Regions from separate parts of the Mus musculus genome. Here all the other regions are linked to region 2. Evidence: chromatin contacts called from public promoter capture Hi-C data. All regions are on one chromosome and are shown on one strand. The core of a region is the stretch at or near the end of the contact, and the rest is flanking DNA. Distances in the headings are between cores, read along the strand shown. Region 1 holds the start of Nup50 (nucleoporin 50). Region 2 holds the start of Tbrg3 (transforming growth factor beta regulated gene 3). Region 3 holds the start of Fam118a (family with sequence similarity 118, member A).

Region 1 (3,273 bases), core at 507-3,006, 2.0 Mb after region 2:
ACTTTACCACTGAACACCCCCAACCCTTTCTGGTTCTTCATTTGGTTGCTTTTTGGTAGTTGTGTTTTTGTTTGCTTTTGAGACAGGGTCTCAATATGTGAGGCTGGCCATCTTGGAACTATGAAGATCAAGCTAGCCTGGAATTCAGAGATCTGCCTCTGTACTGGGATTTAATCAAGTACTGGGATTAAAATGAGCACCACTATGACCAGCCAGTTTTGTATTTTTATTTATTTTTGGGAGAGGGTCTAAGTTGCTCAGGCACGCTCAACATAGATTTGAATTTTATCTGTGGCCCAGAATAGGCCTTAAAGTTTTGATTCTCCTGCCTCAACTGTCTGAATAGCTGTGATTGTGGGTCTGGTCTGTATTAATGAGGATCTTCTTGTTACTCTGGCTGGCCTGGGCTGATCCTCTTGCCTCAGCCTTCCAGTAACTGTGACTTTAGTTGAAAATGCCCATGACCTGACTGACTTCAGATACTTAAATTATCTCTGGAGTACTTATAGCACTAAATATGACGTTAACGACATAGCTGAAATGTGTAGAGAATGACAAGAAAAATACCTTGCATGTATTTAACACAAATTTTCAGAAGACACTTCATTGGCAGTCAGTTGAATCAAGAACAAATGTGTGCATTAAATGCGATCTGGCTTTTTCTCTTTCACTCTGCTGGATCTGGGGGAACTGAATTTAGGGCTTTCCTCGTGCTAGCCAAGTACTCTACCACCGTGCCAGCTAGTCTCCTTTTGCAGTTCTTGCAGATCGATGGATGAAACACCCTGAAAATAAGGGACTTGACTTCTCCCTTGGAACCCCCTTTGTCCTCTCTCAAAAGTTTGGAACTATTGCTCTAGAAATGCTAGTTTCTCTGAGACCCGTTTCCGGATGGTTAAGGATGGGTCTGACATTCTGGTTCACATTCTCGTTAAAACTCAAGCAGAAGAATTAGACCAACCGGAATCCCTTCTTAAACAACTGAACCGCTTTAGAGTGCTGTAGTCAGCTAAAAGCACACAAAACACGAGTCCTGGTCCAGGACGCATACGGTTCGTCCCGCAGCTGAATCCCTCCGGGGACTTCATCTCCTGTGGGCCCTAGCTGGTCCTGCAGCTTGGGGCAAATTTACAGCTCCCAACGAGGAAATCTGTGGACATCTATCATAAAGCAGCAATTGGGGCAGGTGACCTTTAGAGTCCGTCCCGCAGGGCTCTCCAGCCCCATGTCGGGAAGAGCTACCACAAGCTTCCAAGTCTCCGCAGACTGAGATCCACCCTCCCCAAGGCCCGTCCACGTGAGAATCACGTTGCACCCGCCTCGTGCTCCCCCCAGATCCACGGCCAGTCTCCTCAGCCACCCACCACACCATCGGAGGCCTCCAAAGTCACTGACCACAACGCCTCCCGCTAGTGTCTCGGCAGCGATTGGCGCGCGAACCTCCTCAAACTGGGACGGCGGCCGACACGTGACCAACGTGCTTAACCCGCGTTTGACAGTGGCTTTGGCTCCCGGCCCGCTGCCCGCGCTCCCTGTGCGCACGCGCGAGCTCCAATGGTCCTCCCGGCGACTGTTTCTAGGGCGGGCTTGCGCATGCGCCGCGCGACCCAAGTGGCCCTCAGGAGAAGGGGCCGGCGGCGGAGGCTCCGACGCGCATGCGCAGTAGCTGGATGCGGGCGTCGCTTGCCTCTTCCCCCTCCCCCTCTCTTTTCCCTCCGATTGGTTCGGAGGCGTCCATTCGAGTTACAAGATGGCGGCCCCGGGCGCTCTCTTCACCGTTCTGTAGCAGCTTCGGGCTGAGCGGATGTCTCTTCTTGTCCTCAGTGTCGGACTCAGAGACACACGGCTCCCGAGTTCTGCTGATCACGAAGTTCCCGGAGGCGCTCGACGCACCGGAATCTCCCAGCGGCCGCGACCGCCGCCTCGGCCCTGCTCGCCGCGGCGCCGGGACTCCAGCGTGATCGGCGGCGGCAGTCAAGGTAGGTGAGGGCCGGGCAGGCCAGGAGGGCGGGGCGGCGGCCGCCTTGGCGACGCGGCGGGCTGTTTGTGAAGCCGGACCGGGCCGGGCCTGCCGGGCGAGCCGCCTGGCAGTGGAAGGCTCGGCTGAGCGCGGGCCTCGGCCCCAGCGGAGGTAGGCGGCGGTGGCAGGGCCGCCCTGGCCCAACCCTGGCTGGCCTTCGCCCCTTACATGTCGTCTCCCCGGCTGTTCGGTCCCCCGGTGCCCTCACCGAGTTTCCAGGCCGTTGGTCACCCGGGTTCGTCCAGGGCCACTTTTGAGGTTTGGGCTTTTCCGGGGCGTTATAGTGACCTCGATCGGCTCCTGGTGTTTTCCTGTGAAAGTCATCTCTTGACCGCAGAGTTGTGCGGGTGCGCACACCGCAGGAAGCGGCCCGATCGTGAATAATTCACACACACACACACACACACACACACACACCATCACCATCCCCTGTCAACACACACACACACCCCGTCCCCCGGCAACTTCCTAGCTTCATATCTTAAAAGCATTTCGTGGAGCCATTTTACCCACAAACGCAGACATTTGGCAAAGTCTTCCGGGCAGCTGTTGTAAGTCATTTATTACAGGGATTAAATTTCCCCGGTAACATATTGGTAGAAGCTTATCTAGTACGTACGAGACCCTGGATCCTGTCCCCACCGCTTTAAAAGAAAAATAAAACAGAAAAGCTTTAATAACAACAATAATAGCTGGCAGATAAGTCTCAAGTGCCAGGCCTTGTTCCAGATAATTTGCAGAGTTGTGTTTAACTATGGAATGTGAAATAAGTAGGTATTTGGTGCTTTAAAAAAAAAAGTATGTATCTCCTATGTTGGCCTTGAACTTGTTCTATGGCTTAGACTGGCCTCAAACTGTCATCCTGCTTCAGCCTCCCTCTACCATCACCCGGGTTGGTGAAATGTGTTTTAAAAGTTTAGCCTATAGTAGTAGTTACTTTTCCCTCTACAGCTTTTGAGTTTTGGAGTAAAAATAGGGGTTATTTTTGTTACTATTTTGACAGGACACTTCCTCTGTTTGAGGCACTCTTCTAAGCTATGCCATCTTAGTTTTCATAGCAGTCCCTCTGTCCCACAGATAATCATTCGCCAAACCCGATTGCCCAGGCTCGCTCAGCTTGTCCTGGAAGCTAGCAATAGCATCTTGTATTTTCTCAAATAAGTAATGCCTCGGACCACTGAATCAACAACAGATCTATGAGCCAGGTAGGTTTGGGACATTTTAGAGTCATCAGGAAACAAAACTAGAATTCC
Region 2 (3,231 bases), core at 15-2,514:
TACCTATGTAAGATCTCTCATATACATACGTACATACATACACACTCACAAACTACCACAGTAAAGCTTTATAGTAATTTTTTCATAAGCCATAAAACAAGCATAATACATACTTGAGTGTGAGAGGTGCTTCTAATTCAAGTAACTGGCACTTTTTCAAATCATACAGTAAACATGAGGTCATAATTCAAGTCCTAATAAAAAATTCCAAATAACTCATATGTATAATCTTAAGTGTCTCCTTATGTGACAGGCATGATTTTAACTAATATAAAAGAAAACCTTCTTTTAACACATACACAAGATAAACATTATGAGCCCATTTTGCCATCCACGTTTAAAGACCATTAAGGCTATACAGACCAAAATTTTTTAAAAAATGATCTAAAAAAACCATAGTGAGCTATATTTTATGGGGAATTGAGCAAAAACAAAAAAACAAACAAAAACAAAACAAAACAAAGTCTTCCACAAACAAGAGCAAAATCCAAGTTGGTCTAAGAGTACTTACCATTCAAAAGCATATGGCCCAGGGCCCTCACACACCAGAAAATCAGTAAAACTAACGGGTTCTTCAGCATCTGCCAGGGAAGTACCCTGCTACCACTAGGAATAAACCGGGGATGCAAACCATTTACTGCATCCTGAGGTGGATATTAATTCTGCAAGCCTACTACATCGCATAGCTAATTCTACTTTATCCCTACTCCAAGACTGAAATTGGAATTTGAAGTTAGCCAAGTAAGAGTCACCTAAAAGATCTTGAAATAGCATCCCTTCCCCACGTGGAAAGGGCTTCCAACAAAAACAGACCCAATCATCGCATCCATATTTCCCAATTAGCCAGTGCTTTTTCGGAAAACTCTTATCACAAAGGAAAAAAAAAAAGCATAATAATGTGCATTCAACATAAGCTAGACTGCTATTAATAGTGTGCGTTTTCTCTTCAGAAGCACAGAAAAGCACTGGGAATTGAGCACAAACTACCCTGACCAAGTTACTTCTCAAGCCAGTGAGGCGCATCTTACATCTCTCAGTAAAGTTCCTATGATCAAAATGAGAGCGAGCACAAAACCGGAGTGGAAGAACCACCAAACCAAACTCAAATAAACCTTCGAAATGTCTGGCCTGCAAGGGAGTCTTTAACAGAAGTGTAATTGAGGCATGAGAGGGTAGGTAACTTGCCCAGGGCTACAGTTTATTTGGTGGCCAAGCTGGAAGTGCATTCCAGGCCTCCTAGATCAGAATTTAGTGCCGTTTCCCCAGCTGCCAATGCCACCCCATGTAAAATCTTTTATAAAACTCTTCACTAAGGCTGTTAACATAAGGGTCCAATTATCATTCAAAGATCAGCCTGTTAGATAATAGCTCAAAAATTCCATCCATTTTTATAGCATTTACCAGAGTCATCTAATCTCTGGAGGGAGAACGCAGAGCTCGGGTAGAAACCCCTAATTCTGATTCGTCCCCAAAGGAGTTGAATACAGGCAGGCAAGCAAAACTGGTGTCCGCACCCACAAACCGTGGAGGAATCCGCAGCTCCACTGCCCCCCCCCAACACACACACACACACACACACTAAATTCCACTCCCATCCCGGCGCACTCAAGACATCCCACCTCCCGCCGCAGGCCGGATAGCAAACTCTTCTATAAGCCACCACTTTTCCGTGAGAATGAGGAAGAGAGACTCAGAGCCTCGCCTTCCCATCCCCTACCCGCGAGAAAGAGCTCCTTCGTGGACTCCGCGGGACCCTGCGCCCTGCCCTGCTCACCGCGGCGGGGGAGGGGAGAGCGCCCCACACAGGAAGTGCATCCTGCGCCCCTAGCTCGCGCCCCGCCGCCGGGTACCTGCTCTGGGCCGCCGGCAGGCGACAGGCAGCCGCATCCACATGGCCTCAGGTGTTCGCGCGGCTGCTCCGCCAGCCCCAGCCGGCCCCTCCCCGGCCCGCTCCAAGCCCGGCCCTTCACGGGTGCCTCGCCCCCAGCCCCCGGCCAAGAGGCCAGCAACGCCGGTCCCCGCGGGGCTGCCAAGAACGTGGACCCCTCAGCACCTCAGGCCGCAACGACCAGGTATCTCCGCCCGCAGCCCCAGAGCCTCCGGCCGCTCTGCCCTGACGCCGGTCCTGGCCGTTGACCCCTCGGCAGCCCACGCCGGTCCCCTCAGCCCGCTCCGCGACTCCCGAGGCTCAGCACTTGCAGGGCGGGCCGGGCCACGACCTGTGCTCCCAGCAGCCAGCCTGAGCGGCGCGGCCCGGTCCCGGCCCCTCGGGCTGCCCTTTCTCCTCAGGCCGGGCGGCGGTTACCTGCAGGAGCCCCCCGGCCCGTCCCTCGGCCTCCGCCGGCGCTGGGAGGGGAGGGGGCGGCGGCGCGGCGCGGGGTGGGGGTGGGGGTGCCTCCACCGCCTCCAGCGCGGACGCCCAGGCCGACGGCGGGGCGGGCCGGGGCCGCGGCCCCTAGAGGCTCGCTCCGGCCCGCGCGCTCGCTGGCTCACTCCCCGCTCCGGCGCGCCTCAGGGAGGGCTCCCCCGGCTGAGGCCGTGGCCGCCTCGCAGGGGCCGAAGGCGGCTCGGCTCCGGGTTTTTTCTCTCCATTCTCCCAACACACAGGAAATAACAGAGCGTCAGGTGACGGCGCGCAGCCAATGAGGCGGCTCCGGGCCCCGGCGCGCGGGCGGGCGGGAGGGCGCGCGGCGGGGCGGGGCGGGCGCAGGGGGCGGGGCCGGGGGCGGGGTGGCGCGCTGCCCACCCGCGTGTGGCAGCGTCGAGAGGCGCAGCAAGGAGACCCCCTACTCTGCGGTCCGGGACCACGCGCCCAGTGCTACCTCCAGCCCTCCGCTTAAGGCTACCTTGTGGGGTGCCCCAGAGCAACTTTCTGGGGAGTTAGTGGCACAGAACCTTCTACTGGGATTTCTGGAGTTCTCCCAGAGCCTCCAAATCCGAAGTCGCGCCTTTGGCAGCCCTTGAAGCCCGTGGCAATTTGTATAGTTACTTGAGCTGCCACCAGGGTGGCTCCCGCTTTCTTAACGTCCGCCGGGCCCAGGTGGGTAACATGGCCTGGTGTGTGCGGATGCACTCTCTGCCCATGGTGCCTACTGGGTGTTCCTGGATGAACAACAGTCTCTGACACTCAGTTTCCTCCGTTCTAAAAGCAAAGAAGCCAACCTACCTCACGTGTAAAATAGACTTCCACACCAGTAGTCTGCAGTGGTGCTGAGGTTCTGCACTCCTGGA
Region 3 (3,360 bases), core at 129-2,628, 2.1 Mb after region 2:
GGGATTACTGAGGCTCTGCCACACTGGATCTTGGAGGGCATCCAGTGTGTGGGTGGTGTGCTGTGGGTTCTAACTCCTCAGCTCCTAGCCTACAGTCTCCTTGAACAACTTCCTTCCTGTAACCCGGGAACTTCTCCAGTGTCACAGGTTCAAGTCTTAGGACCCTTTATGGAAGCAGGAGCTTGTGAACTAAATTGCATCACATGTAAATTGTTCAGTCTAGTAGTGGGAAGCCCAGACCTTTGAAGCCAATGCATGGTTGGTATTGCCAATACAACTTCTCTGGGCTTCCTCCTCTCCTGCTGTTAATTGCAGTAAATGGGGTGCCATCCTCATGGGAGATGTCCTGAGGACTGAAAAAAACATTTTCTCAAAGGCCAGCTACTTAGTAGGTACCCAGACTCAGGTGTTCAAACCACTGTTCTGGGCTCTGGTGCCACAAATTTCAAGCTGGCCAGGTAGTGATTTTGTATACCTTACACCCACAGAGTAGGTGGAACTCTGTGAGCTTGAGGCCAGCCTGTTCTACAGCGCTAGTTCTAGGACAGCCAAAGCCACATAAAACCCTGTCTCAAAAAGAAAAGAACAAAAACCCAGGTTTTATTACACATGCATTTTTCTTATGGGGCTGAAGGGATGCTTACAGCAAACCCATGTAGAAAAAAAGGAGCCAGAGGTAGAGGAAGTCCAAATAACTTGCCTGGGCAGGCCGACCTGGGAAGATGAGGAAGAGGAAATAGGCTTTGATCCATCCCAGCCTTATTTAGAGAAAGGAGAGGTGTCATTGACTTTTAAAGGTCCTCATGCTGAGTGCTCCAGCGCAGAGCCCACCCACGTGTACTCTCGAACGTTCGGGGTGGGCACTGAGTTCACCCGATTAACAGGTGCTGAACCTGGGTACATATGCTCATTAGTCCCTGGATCTAAGCCCAAGCTAGACGTGTCCAAGAGGCACATCGGAAGGGCCAGACGCCTACTCTGACACGTGGTAAGGGAGTCGGTCACTGCGGGGAGGACGTGAAGCATGCTAGGCTGGGGAAGGGCACAGGCTGTACAGCCTGTGGCTTGAGGTAGATGGAGTGAGCCCGGCTGGAAGTGGTTGCCCAAGGGTGGTTCCGGCCGAGCTCAACGCCTTCTGCGTTTCCGCGGGGCTGTCCAGGCGTGCAGATGGGGAAACTGAAGACAAAACAGCGCTGGGAAGACTGGCCGCGAGACATTCAGTCTCTTAAGACCAGGCTCATCGTGGACACGACAGCACAGTCCGTGGGTCCAATCGTAGCTTCTCTTGGGGGCGGGACGCGTCGTGGCCACGCCCCTTCGGGCGGGGCTTCCCGTTGCCGCGGGGCCGTTGATTTCAGGGCGGAACGTTCGCGCGGGCAGTGCGCGCGCGCGGGGGGAAGGCCTTGAGAGAGCGCTGCGGATTCGGCTGGGCAGGCTCGGCGTGGTGCACGCGCAGCGCCATCCGGCGCAGCGCCCGGCGGCTCCACCCAGCCGAAGGGGCGCGACCCGGGTGGGAGGCGGCGAGAGCGCGAGCGACACTGGTGTCTCCGTGGCACGGCAGGTGAGGCGGCGGGTCGGGGCTGGGTGCCAGCGCCTCGCGTCTCCCCAGCCCTCAAAACCCGCCTAGGGTGCCCAGGACCCTAGTGCCCTCTGATGCGCTGGGGACCCTGCCTCCGACATCCCCTGGGCTGCCTGGGTCCGCGGCCACCTGTGGACCTGATTACCTTCCACACCTAGAAAACCTCACCATCCTCCAGATTTCCCTCAGACTCAGCACACAGACCTCGGCGGCTTCAGGGCCCGAGACCGTTATATCTTCTCCAGAAGTCCAACAGATCCCCTCTGGTCCAACTCCAAAGCTTCGGGTCTCCAGGCCCATAGACTCCCATCCTTTCTTGGGTGGAGAGGCCTTCAGACCCACCTATCCCTAGAGACCTTCCTTCCTAGGATCTCCTGCCTCCTGCTCTCTATCTTGAGGTCCACAGAGCTTTTCAGCTTCTACTAGAGTGTTCTTGAGGTTTGTGAATTGTAAATAGGGATAAAAGTAGCACCATCTGATAGGTCAACAGAGGACCACGCATAACCAAAGAGGAGGTGGGATGTGGGGCTTCGCATGTGCGTTTGTTTTCACCGTGCAGTGGAGGCTGGTGTGGGACCGACTCATTGTGGAGAATGGCAGCGCTGGGAGTAACGGGAGTTGGGCAGTCAAAGCTCTTTTAGATTGTGCCCTCAATGTGTGGTAGTTTCTGTTACCACACACAGCCCACCAAAACCAGTCCAGGAAAGTAAAGCTTGATTACAGTGGTCTAATTGATGGGACGAAGGTAAACTAAAGGTCCATCTTTCTGGGATCCTGATTTAAGGGTGGCTGTCTTCCCTGAGGTGGAGGTTTGGGGCCAAATGGTACACATCTTATCATTTTCAGTCCTGGAAATCTCTAGAACAAGGATTATCCTTTCCTCGGGCTATTGTCATTGATAAACAGTCCTTGACTTGCTTGCTACACCGGCAGTCTGGTACCCTGAGGTAAAGCCCCAAGAAAGAACATGGCCTGATGATTGTGAAAGGCAAGGGCCAGGCATTTTTAAAGAGGGAGTGGATACCCTCTGCGGCCCAGTGCTGGGTGCTGGAGGCAGATGACACAGCTCCAGCTGGTAAGGGTTGGGAGGTGGGGATTAGCCAAGTTGGTGGTACTTAAGAGTGCCTTCAAGGCAGCTGGGGCTTGGGGGTTCTAGAGAGTAGCTGGGGTGAGGGAAGGGGATGCAAGAGGTAACAGGGAAGCAGACTCTTAAAGGTTGAGGAGTTCTGAGGATCACACCCAGGCCTTATGTTCACAGGTCAGACTGACTGGTGACTGAGCCATGTCCCTAGTCCTGGCTTACATATTTTTTCCAGTGGTCACTTTAGCTGTGGTGGAGCGACTTTTTTTTGTAGGCCAAAAGACCACAAAAGGTAGGAATGACTTGGACCCAGGCCGTGTGGTTCAGTAGCTCTCTAGAGCTTGACTGAGCTGAAAGCCCAGGCTTCGAGCTTGGGGCACTGACACGGGAACTTTTTTTAGGTGAGATTTTTATCTGTTTGCTTATAGGTGGTACTCACCTTAGCGCCTCACCAGGGTGTCTGCTATCCAAGTATAAGACACACTGCTTCCGGTAGGGGGAAGAGGGACTGAAGTCAGCGGGGGAGTCCTGAAGGAAAGGGGAAGGTACTGAAGGAGACGAGTTCGGATGTGTACCTGGAGGGGTTGAAGCTGCAAGCAGGAGGTGTCGATGTCCAGACAGGTGAGCACTGGAAGGTGTGACATGCACTACTGTAGGCAGTGAACTAGGGATTATAAGGAATAATGGATGAAGCCGGATT

Evidence for each region. Promoter capture Hi-C pulls out the DNA fragments that hold promoters and counts their contacts.
Region 1: a contact with region 2 is called in a promoter capture Hi-C map of pre-B cells, with 4 times the contacts expected there. The contact joins the promoter of Nup50 here to the promoter of Tbrg3 in region 2. A contact is called at or near these places in 4 of 39 promoter capture datasets (erythroid cells, hippocampal neurons, liver and 1 more) and 1 of 9 other capture datasets (liver).
Region 3: a promoter capture Hi-C map of pre-B cells shows a contact between it and region 2, with 4 times the contacts expected there. The contact joins the promoter of Fam118a here to the promoter of Tbrg3 in region 2. A contact is called at or near these places in 2 of 39 promoter capture datasets (the C10 cell line and pre-B cells) and 1 of 115 datasets of contacts at active chromatin or transcription factors (thymic regulatory T cells).

What each region holds. Positions count from the first base shown.
Region 1 is chr15:84,921,672-84,924,944 of GRCm38.p6, forward strand. It overlaps Nup50 (nucleoporin 50), which reads left to right and starts at 1,757. Exons shown (of 8, transcript NM_016714.2): 1 at 1,757-1,979.
Region 2 is chr15:82,897,197-82,900,427 of GRCm38.p6, forward strand. Tbrg3 (transforming growth factor beta regulated gene 3) reads right to left here and starts at 1,265. Exons shown (of 1, transcript NR_027799.1): 1 at 1-1,265. All of the region lies in intron 1 of Tcf20 (transcription factor 20), which reads right to left. It overlaps Gm20324 (predicted gene, 20324), which reads left to right and starts at 1,884. Exons shown (of 4, transcript NR_045068.1): 1 at 1,884-2,072.
Region 3 is chr15:85,035,684-85,039,043 of GRCm38.p6, forward strand. Fam118a (family with sequence similarity 118, member A) reads left to right here and starts at 1,379. Exons shown (of 9, transcript NM_133750.4): 1 at 1,379-1,561.